Regions from separate parts of the Mus musculus genome. Here regions 1 and 3 are each linked to region 2. The links are chromatin contacts, called in public ChIA-PET maps. All regions are on one chromosome and are shown on one strand. The core of a region is the stretch at or near the end of the contact, and the rest is flanking DNA. Distances in the headings are between cores, read along the strand shown.

The links. ChIA-PET counts read pairs in DNA pulled down with a chosen protein or histone mark.
Region 1: an RNA polymerase II ChIA-PET map of memory CD8 T cells shows a contact between it and region 2, with 97 read pairs. The contact joins two enhancer-like sites. A contact is called at or near these places in 15 of 39 promoter capture datasets (the 3T3-L1 cell line, the C10 cell line, the HPC-7 cell line and 9 more), 2 of 484 Hi-C or Micro-C datasets (Th1 cells and regulatory T cells), 1 of 115 datasets of contacts at active chromatin or transcription factors (memory CD8 T cells) and 1 of 9 other capture datasets (adipose tissue).
Region 3: an RNA polymerase II ChIA-PET map of memory CD8 T cells shows a contact between it and region 2, with 11 read pairs. The contact joins two enhancer-like sites. A contact is called at or near these places in 3 of 39 promoter capture datasets (embryonic stem cells and stem cell-derived epiblast-like cells) and 1 of 115 datasets of contacts at active chromatin or transcription factors (memory CD8 T cells).

The regions. Positions count from the first base shown.
Region 1 is chr10:8,128,512-8,131,509 of GRCm38.p6, forward strand. No RefSeq gene overlaps it. Among named protein-coding and RNA genes, the nearest start is that of Gm30906, 46 kb to the right of the region's middle. Within about 2 kb of position 1,685, at least 55 of the 459 cell types and tissues checked have an H3K27ac peak or open chromatin away from gene starts, as enhancers often do. A contact at or near this core is called in Th1 cells, memory CD8 T cells and regulatory T cells, where this site is marked.
Region 2 is chr10:7,822,979-7,826,275 of GRCm38.p6, forward strand. No RefSeq gene overlaps it. Among named protein-coding and RNA genes, the nearest start is that of Zc3h12d, 7.8 kb to the right of the region's middle. Within about 2 kb of position 1,848, at least 47 of the 459 cell types and tissues checked have an H3K27ac peak or open chromatin away from gene starts, as enhancers often do. A contact at or near this core is called in Th1 cells, memory CD8 T cells and regulatory T cells, where this site is marked.
Region 3 is chr10:7,437,426-7,440,398 of GRCm38.p6, forward strand. No RefSeq gene overlaps it. Among named protein-coding and RNA genes, the nearest start is that of Ulbp1, 35 kb to the right of the region's middle. Within about 2 kb of position 1,721, at least 18 of the 459 cell types and tissues checked have an H3K27ac peak or open chromatin away from gene starts, as enhancers often do. A contact at or near this core is called in memory CD8 T cells, where this site is marked.

The DNA of each region.
Region 1 (2,998 bases), core at 435-2,934, 310 kb after region 2:
GACCTATGAAGTTAGCATGTCCTTCTATTTATTTTTTTTTTAAGGCTCATGTATGTATTTAGGGGACGGGCATGCATGTACTAGGACACACATGCGGAGGTCAGGAGACAACCTCAAATATCAGTTCTTGCCTTTCACCTCGTGTGAGACAGGGCCTTTCATTGTTCTCGACAGGCTGGCTGACTGGAGATCGTGTGGCGACTCCTGAGTTCTCTCTCCACCTTGCAGCAGGAGCTGTGTGGTTACAGATGCAAGCCACCATGTCCAGCTGTATGTGGTTCTGGGGATATGAACACTGGTGTGCAGACTTACACAGCTAATGGGTCCACACACAGACCCATCTCCCCATCCTATTGCTATTTTTTTATTAATATCTTTTATCAGATTTAGTCATATTGGTGTACTGTGTTGAATTTCACTAGATGCTTTTTCTGAATCTACTAAGATGACCAACCCCTCCCCTTTCATGTGTCACGTTAGTTGTATGAATAGATTTTCTGACTTCTACCTAATACTCTTACATCCTAACATAAATCTAATTTGATTATGATGTAAGGTGTCACGTAGGGTCATGGAAGATAGGATTCTGTTTGTCAACACTTTGGTTTTGCTTCTATTTTTATGAATTTAAAATTTTAAAATCAAAAACAATTATTATGGAGTAAAATAAGCTGAGATACCATTTGCTGTTTGCCTGCTTCCTGGAGAGAGGACGAGGTTGGCTAAGACTGAGACTATCGGTCCCTAAGTGAGAGGACATTGTTCCCTTAGGACCACTCAAGGTTAATGTGGGAAGGTTTTTAAAATTCCAATTTAATTTATTAACAGTTAACAAATCATCTATATTTGCTATTATTGCCCAAAGCATCTTTTGTTATTTCTACTTTTTAAGGAACACTTCTATTTCATTTAAAACCTCAAGGATGGTGTTTTCAATCTGCTCACTTTTATTATATATGAACTTGTCCTATATATATAATTTGATTTTTTTTAGACTTAATATTTGTTATTTCTGTCTTTTGTCCCTTTTCCTCAAGCTCTTTTGCAGTGCATCTTTCTTTCTATTGATCTATATCAAGATACAATTTTGCACATCTAGATCTTTGAAGTGTTTATTTTAATCAGCTTCAAATTTTCTGTTCTTGTTATTCTCATTTTTTTTTCTTTCCCTGGGTTGGTTGTGTTGTTTTTCAAGATTACCCTAGGAAACTGGATGCTGACTTCAAAAATTTAAAACAATCGATATAAGCAATATAGTGACATTAAATTCTCTTTCCTATACTGCTGTCCTCACATTAATTTGGCACTTAGAGGCTCTGGTTTTAGTTTCTCAGTGTTCCTCTAGAAACCTTAACATACATTTTTTAATTAGCAGGTCAAATTCAGTCTACTCGAATCTCTTTTGAAGACTCCAGTCCTGTGAGCTTCCTTACTCCCAGTCTCCTCCCAGTCTCCTCCCAGTCTCCTTCTGTGTTGTCATGATGCAGCAGTTCATTCTATCTTATTTCAAGTTTTCATCCCAATAGCTCTCACAGGGACATTGTCCCCACGATGGCTTTCACGTTTATTCTAAGTTCCAAGACTGTCCCCTGACCTACTTTGGCTTTCAGAGTCCTCCAGAGTGTGGACTTGAGTCTGGCCCTCGCTTGGAGGGTGTCAAAACCATCTAAACACTCACCGTCAAGAAACTGTTGCTTTTTCTGAGAACTGTTTGCCTCAGACCAATTTCCCCTGCTCTTGCGATGATCGAGCAGTGACCACTCTCTCACCTTTTCCTGTTTTCAAACCTGAGGTGTACTGTTTTCTCTATGAAACCACTCTAGGGGAATTTTCTGGCTCCCCCCAAAACCTGCTTTTAAAAACAAAGGTCACGAAACATTTCCCTTATAAATTCCAGGTATTTCTGTTGGTTCGTTCCCCTTCCCTGTTCCTGAGGCTGAAGTCTAGGGACTTTATTGGCAGCTCTACTCCTTTGGAAGTCAGAAAGTCTTGTGAGACTTGGAAACAAACGGCCCTGAACATTGTCAGAATGCACTCTGTGCGGCACTCACGCTGATAAAACTCGGCAGGGAAATCTTTTAAGATGGTGGGGAGCAGGGGGAGTGGGGCCCTTATCTGGTAAGCGCAGCCCAGAAATGACTGAAGATAAGAGAGAAATATGATCCATCGCTCAAAAGAAAAGAGAGCCTTTAACAGCCACTGGAGAATGAGAGCAATTGAATTATCACCCAAACGCTGCTTCTGACTTCGGGCAGAAAAAGGGCTCAGTGTACAGCGGAGGAACCAGTAAGCCCACGCCTATACTCGAAGGAGTCTCTCTTTCCATTCTTCCCCTGCGCAGCACATCAGGCTCCTTTGATTTCAGATTATCTCGAAGCTTATTGCACGCCACATTCATAGAAGAGGCGGTAGAGGAAGACAAGTGTTACTAGTGGTGACAGCAGGCCCCAGTGTGGAGGCGGCAGAACAGGCAAAGATAGGTCTTTGGAAGATGTAGCTACAAAATCGAGCTCTCTACTGACTTAGGCACTGGAAGAGAGGTGGTTCCTGTGAGGGCAGGGGATCTTTTGTTTGCAAAATCTATACTCAGGATGGTGGTTTTGGCGTTTTCAGAATCAGTGAAATGGGCTTTCCTAAGACAGGTAATGATGTCTTGGTTTGACAGTGGGGAAAGTCCTTCCACAAGTATGCAAACCTAGAGACCTTCCTTTTCTGCCTGAGTGTTGTTCACTTCTGTTTCGTATCCTTACACCCCAGCCTCTGGGCGTGTGTGCTCTTGGGAGACTGGGCTCTATCTCTGTCTGTTCTCTTTCCTTGTCTATGAATGGACATTTACCTGCATATATGTATGTGTATCACATGCATGCCTGGTTTCCATGGAGATCAGAAGAGAGCATCGGATCCCTTGGAACCAGAGTTACAGATGGTTGTGAGCCACCATGTGGGTGCTGGGATTCAAACCTGGTTCCTTCGGAAGAGCAGCCACTGACCTTGCCCA
Region 2 (3,297 bases), core at 598-3,097:
TTCTTGAGTTGGACTTTTGTAGACTCCCATAAAAATGAGGTCACATAGAATTTGTGTTTCTGTGCCTGCTTATATCACTCAGTATTAATGTTGTCCAGGTTCACCCATGTTGCAAATGCCTTTCCTTCCTAAAGGATAAAGAGTATCCTGTGTGTCTAGATGGCATGTGTTCTCTCTGTTGTTATTAGGCGAGTGTGTGTATTTTGTGTCTCAGCTGGAAGCACAGGCAGCTCTGCAGTTTGCAAACAAACCCTTTACACTGCTGGATCATAGTAGTACATCTTCAAAGTTTGTCCCCCAAAATATCTCTACTGTTTTCCATAATGGCTATAATAATTCACATTCCCAAAGACAATATATGAGGATTTCTTTTGAGAAGCTGTGGGGTTTTTTTGTTTTTTGTTTTGTTTTGTTTGTTTGTTTTTGTTTTGTTTTTTTGATTTTCAAGACAGGGTTTCTCTGTGTAGCCCTGGCTATCCTGGAACTCACTTTGTAGACCAGGCTGGCCTCAAACTCAGAAATCTGCCTGCCTCTGCCTCCCGAGTGCTGGGATTAAAGGTGTGCGCCACCATGCCTGGCTGAAGCTGTTGTTTTAACCAGGTGGTTTCCCCCCCCCCCTTTTTTTTTGTTTAGTTTTATTGTTTTTATTTTATTGTTTTACTTTAATGGGGTTATTTGTAACCCAGCCTGACCTCAAACCTAGCCGAGTATGAGGTTGAACTTCTGGACCTCCTGTCCAAATTTGCAGAGATCTGGAGTTATAAATGTGTACCACCACGCCTGTATTATGTGGTTTTAAGGACTGCTAAACAAGCCCTCTACCAGCGGACTTCCATTCTTTGTTTTTGAGACTGTGTAGCCTTGGTGGCCTGGAACTCACTATGTAGTCCAGGCCTTGGCCTTGAACTCCTAGAGATCTGCCTGTCTCTGCCTTCCAAATGCTGGATTAAGAGTATGCACTACTATGCCCAGTCTCACTAGGTGATTTTAATTATAATTTTAGTCATAACCTGGTTATGTGTCTTGATGAGATATGGGGCAGTAATCTGAATTACTACTGCGTATATCTAGGTGAAGTGCCCCATAATTTCTGTCTCAGATTTGGCTTCAGGGTTTAGGTGAGCCCCACCTTTCCCTCTTAGGTGCTGCCATTGAAAGGAGAATCTTCTACCTCCCACTGTACTAGATGAAACCAGCTTTCGGTGATTTTCCATTGGCTTTTGGGAAAAAAAAAAAAACAAAAAACAAAAAACAACAGCAAGTACATTTTGCATTAAAGTAGTTACTTCAAACCCCAGATTGCTCATTAATACAGCTTCAGTTTAGGCTGTTAATCTTTTTGTTTGTTTGTTTGTTTGTTTGTTTGTTTTCTGAGACAGGGATTCTCTGTATAGCCCTGGCTGTCCTGGAACTCACTTTGTAGACCAGGCTGGCCTCGAACTCAGAAATCTGCCTGCCTCTGCCCCCCCCCCCCCCCCCAGTGCTGGGACTAAAGGCGGGTACCACCACCACCCGGCTAGGGTGTTAATCTTTTACCAGTTGAATTTTCAAAGACTTTGGCCAGCACTCTTAATAGTTCTTTAGTAGGCTGAGAGGCTGAGTGAGAACCTCCGTGTTGTCTCAGCAGTTGGACCAGTTCCTTTAATAAACTGAATTTTGGTCAGTGGAAATTTAATCTAAGTTTGACATTTCATACCTGGAAGGTTGAGTCACAGAGAATACATAACAGATAGTAAAATCGAAATCTCAGAAGCTTCACCTTTAAGTGGCTGTTGCTAGGAGACTATGCTTTGATGGGAAACTTGAGAGAAGGTTGTTTCCTGTTAAGTGATCATGTGGAGATCCCCTTCTTTTCAAAACGGACTCTGTGTCAAAGCAAATAACACCAGTTATTCTTGCTGGTCTTTATTCCTACGTGTTTATAACCCACCCAGGTCTGGGAAATATGAGTAATGCTAAGAGTTAGCAGTCTTACATTTCGCCTCCTCTATTCCTTGTTCGTTTGAGCAGGCAGACGGGTGAGCTGTTGAGTGTTTTCATTGTGCAGTTTAAAAATGGTATTGTGAGGGCTGCCAAGCACCTCATCCAGTAAAGACGCATGTCACCAAGCTTGGATTTGACCCTTGGGTTCTACATGTGCCCCGTGACGTCTGCAAGCACACACTAAATATATGTGATTTTTTTTTTTTTTTTTTTTTTTTGAGATAGGGTTTTTCTGGCTGTCCCAGAACTTGCTCAGTAGACCAGGCTGGCCTTGAATACAAAGATCAGCCAGCCTCTGCCTTCTTGAGTTGTTCTGGGATTAAAGGTGTGTGCCACTGCTCAGCCAACTCAATGATTTTTTTAAAACCTGTGTTGATGGTATTCCCTTTGGATTGCTGGGAAGCTGACCCACACAGTAACATATTAGCAATAGTGTGTATAAAAAGAGAAGTTGGGGGATGCGGCTAGAATTCTAGAACTCTACCACAGTGACCCCTGGTTCCTGAAAACAGTTTTGCTTTGTACTGTTTCCTTGGTGTGGTGGAGAGGCTTGGCTTTCCAGTTGGGAAGCTTGATTCAGAAACAAAAAGGTCGGTGCCAGATGTAGGAGCAGAAAACTATGGGAACACGTGGTGATGGGCTGACCAAAGCAGAGGATTATAAAGAGAAAGGAAGGGCCCACAGACAGGAGGGAGCGGGAAGCAAATCCAGAAAGCCTGCATTTGATTCTTAGGCGGTAGAGAAGCTGAGCACATTCCTAAGGAGGAAAGTGGTAGAGTGTAGCCAAGGAAAGTGGGTTCTGCAACAGGCTGGTTCCACAGCCCCCATTGCTTTGAACATAACTCATTCCATATTCGCGCCTCGTGCAACCCCAAACCAGATTTAATCCAAGTTACTTTCCCAGAGTAGGTGCAGAAGTCTGGATTTGAGACATAGAATGGGCCTTCCATCAATAATAATAATAATAAAAATCACAAAAAGTCTATGGTCTCTGCTCCACGATCACTCATTGACGAAGGCCAGCAGTTCAAGGGTCTGGAGTGGCTACAGATGGGTGTGGTTTGGGCGAGACTTTGATACACTGGGAGCAGGATTAGTAGAGCTCCCTAGTTAACGTGGTCTCTAGTCCCATAGTGGGCCACTTCTCATACTGTCTTGGGGGCAGTCGCCCTGTGCAACTCATCTTCATACACACGGCATGCAGTGGAGCCTTGTCTTACTGTAATCTCATTGGACGGCAGATATCTTTACCTTCAGAAGGGTTGTTTCACTGTTACATTGATAATCATCTACTATTCACAAACCAAAGGCACA
Region 3 (2,973 bases), core at 471-2,970, 390 kb before region 2:
TACAGGGAATACTCTAGACTTTGTTAGATTTTACATTAGTTGTCTTACACACAGTCTCAATCCTGGAAGGCATTTTTTGGTGTGAAGACACAGGCCTTGGTGATACATGATCTGAGTCTCACAGAGGTCATTACCTTTTGGGTAATTCCATATTAGACAATATGCTCAAATAACTGCCTTCACCAAGATTCTGCAGAAAGGGCAGGGATGAATATGTTGGTGATCTGTGTCATGCAGCTGTTTGATGGGAAAGTCACCAAAACAATTGGTTTTATTATGGCATCTTCATGTATGTGTAAGATATAAATCAGTCATATCAACCCTTGTATCAGTCTCTCTTTCCATTCTTTCTACATGTCTTTCTTTAAGGTGCTCCCCCCTCTCTATCATGTGTGTGTGTGTGTGTGTGTGTGTGTGTGTGTGTGTGTGTGTGTGTGTTACAGGCCTGATCTTGCGGAGATATCAAGCAAATTCTCAGAGCTGCTGAGAGTTCAGCAGTGCAACGATGAGCTTATGGCTGGAGAACAGGATTTCCCATCATTCCATCCAGTCTTGCTCTCACATCCTTTTCTTCTCCTCTGATGACACATTTCCTGACTCTTGGATGGAGTGATATACATGTTTCATTTGGGAAATGTGTTTCCCATGCTTTTAGATCATCCCCATGAGGCAAACCATTGGTGTCCTAGTTGGGAAACTCTCTTCTTGCCTTCCTCCTTTTCCTCTGTTGTTTGTGGTGGTTCTTGTCCATGCACAGCTGAAGATTTCTGTCTCAGGAGACTTGGTAGGGAGATCCAATGCCCTCCAGGTTTGAGTCTGCACCACCGGTATTTGTCAGCTAGTATCACAGTATAAGCTCATGAATGACTCTCAGACTTTTTTGCACTGCTTATGTGCTAATGACTTTTTCATATGTGTCCTCTACTGGTGAAGGGAGAGCTACACTCATTTCCAGGAACCTGAATGTACTGTGAGAATCTCCTCATTCTCTCTCTCACTTCTCTAGGAAACCCTTCCTAGAAGACTTCCCCTCAATGATCTTTAGACCCAGCTGACAGCATCCATTGTCCAAGCAAAGCAGTTTTACTTTACTTGTTCTCATCTCTTGTAAATCACAACCCATTCTTCTGCACTAGCTGGGCAGATACCACAGACTCTTTGTATCAATGGCATAGTAAAGACTTTGCTTCCCTCGAAAACTTCACAAGATGCCTCTACCATCTGCACTGATCTAAAAAATCTTCTCTTCCAAGCTATTCCAGAAGAGCTCACTGAGCTCTCAACACTCAGTGACCTTTCTAGCCCAAAGTCTCAAAGTTCTTCCACAATCCTGTCCACAGTACATCATCAGGTCTGTGACAGCAATACCCTACAATTCTGTACCAATTTCTGTACTAGTTTGGGTTACTATTGTTGTGATGAAACAATATGACCAAAATCAAATTGTGGATGAAAAGTGTGTGCTCACAAAGAAGACATGGTTTGTGAACAACAATGGAGACCGTAGATCTGACAACCTAATGGGCACTTTCAGGCTCAGTGTTGTATCTTGGGTAGGAGCAACTCTGCCTCTTGGCTACTGTGCTTTCTAATTCATCCAGGATGTACTCTCAAAAACTGGTGAGATTTGATGTTCAAGTTATTCTACAGGAAACACGTATTTCCTTTGTAACACCAGGGGCTTGCTGATGGCATTTCAGGTGTTTCCTGTAAGTTATACCTCTCTGGTCACAATTCAGGCAAGGATTCTGTGATACTTGCAGCTAGCCCTCATGGCTGTGTGACAGGATCCTCAAGTGTAAGAAAGCTACCCTTTGTTTCTCAGTAGATCCTCTTCTTTCCAGTCTCCCACCCTGTGATCTCCTCTTGATTTTGCTCTGTCCCCTCTCAGCCTCAGTCTACAGAGCCCTCTCATATGCTCCTTCCCCTGCCTAGATGTGGGCTTTCCTTCACCCTTACTGTAGAACATTGTATAGAAGAAACTGAGGGAACAATTAGAAGCTGCCTTCTCTCCAGCAAAGATTTCCTGCCAATAGTAGAGGAACTTGCTTTCTAACCCACACCACCAAAAGTGGCTTCATTTTTCCTTCCTTTACTTCACTGTGCCCCTCTCAAGGTTCTGTGTAAGCTCTGTGTCTGAGGTCTCCATCTTCTACCTTGTCCCTACTAAGGGTCTAGTCTGTTAAAAACTGATTATGGTATGTGGTCTTCTCATTTCCTATTACAGTGCTGAGAGATGCTTCCATGTGGATAAAAGGAGAAACCGTCCCTCCAAAGGGTAAGAAATCTTTATTCTGGAGGTAAATATTAAAGACCATGTCCAGTCTACAAGAATGAGCCCAAAGTTAGATAATCTACAAGTTTATGTGATAGCAGTTTTATTAACTTTTTATACTAAAGACACAAGGAAAGACACAAATCAATAATATTTCAAATACATCATTTGGTGTATACCACAGATAGGTTATATCAAGTCTTGGAAATCTTACCTCTGGTGCTCAGATGGTATTTGCTAAAATTTTAGCTTTTTAGATTGGGGGAATCCAGAGGGGCTGTTCACACTTTCTCAGATTGTATCTAATATTCATAATAATGTTAGGGCACCAACTATAGTAGGCAGTATAGTAGGCAGTACTAAGTGGGCTAAAGATGAACCAAGACAATATATCTTTGAGCCTGTGGTGTCCTAGCATCTCACATCTTTGAGGATCTACTCAGTCAATTGGCTTTTGTAGGTCTAGCTCTTTCTGTGAACTCCTGTTCACAGATACAATGCTTTTGTGTTATTTTGTGGCCTGGCTCAGCTCTATCCTGTGTCTTTGATTTGATTTATATGTTCTGTACCTGTAGATCAATGCTATGCACTAAGGTTTGCATAAGTCCTTTCCTGAAAGGCTTTAACTTAAATAGACTGATAAGTAAGAGAACAGACAAAGTTAGTGGAAATTTGTTTTAATTCATGAGATAAAAGCA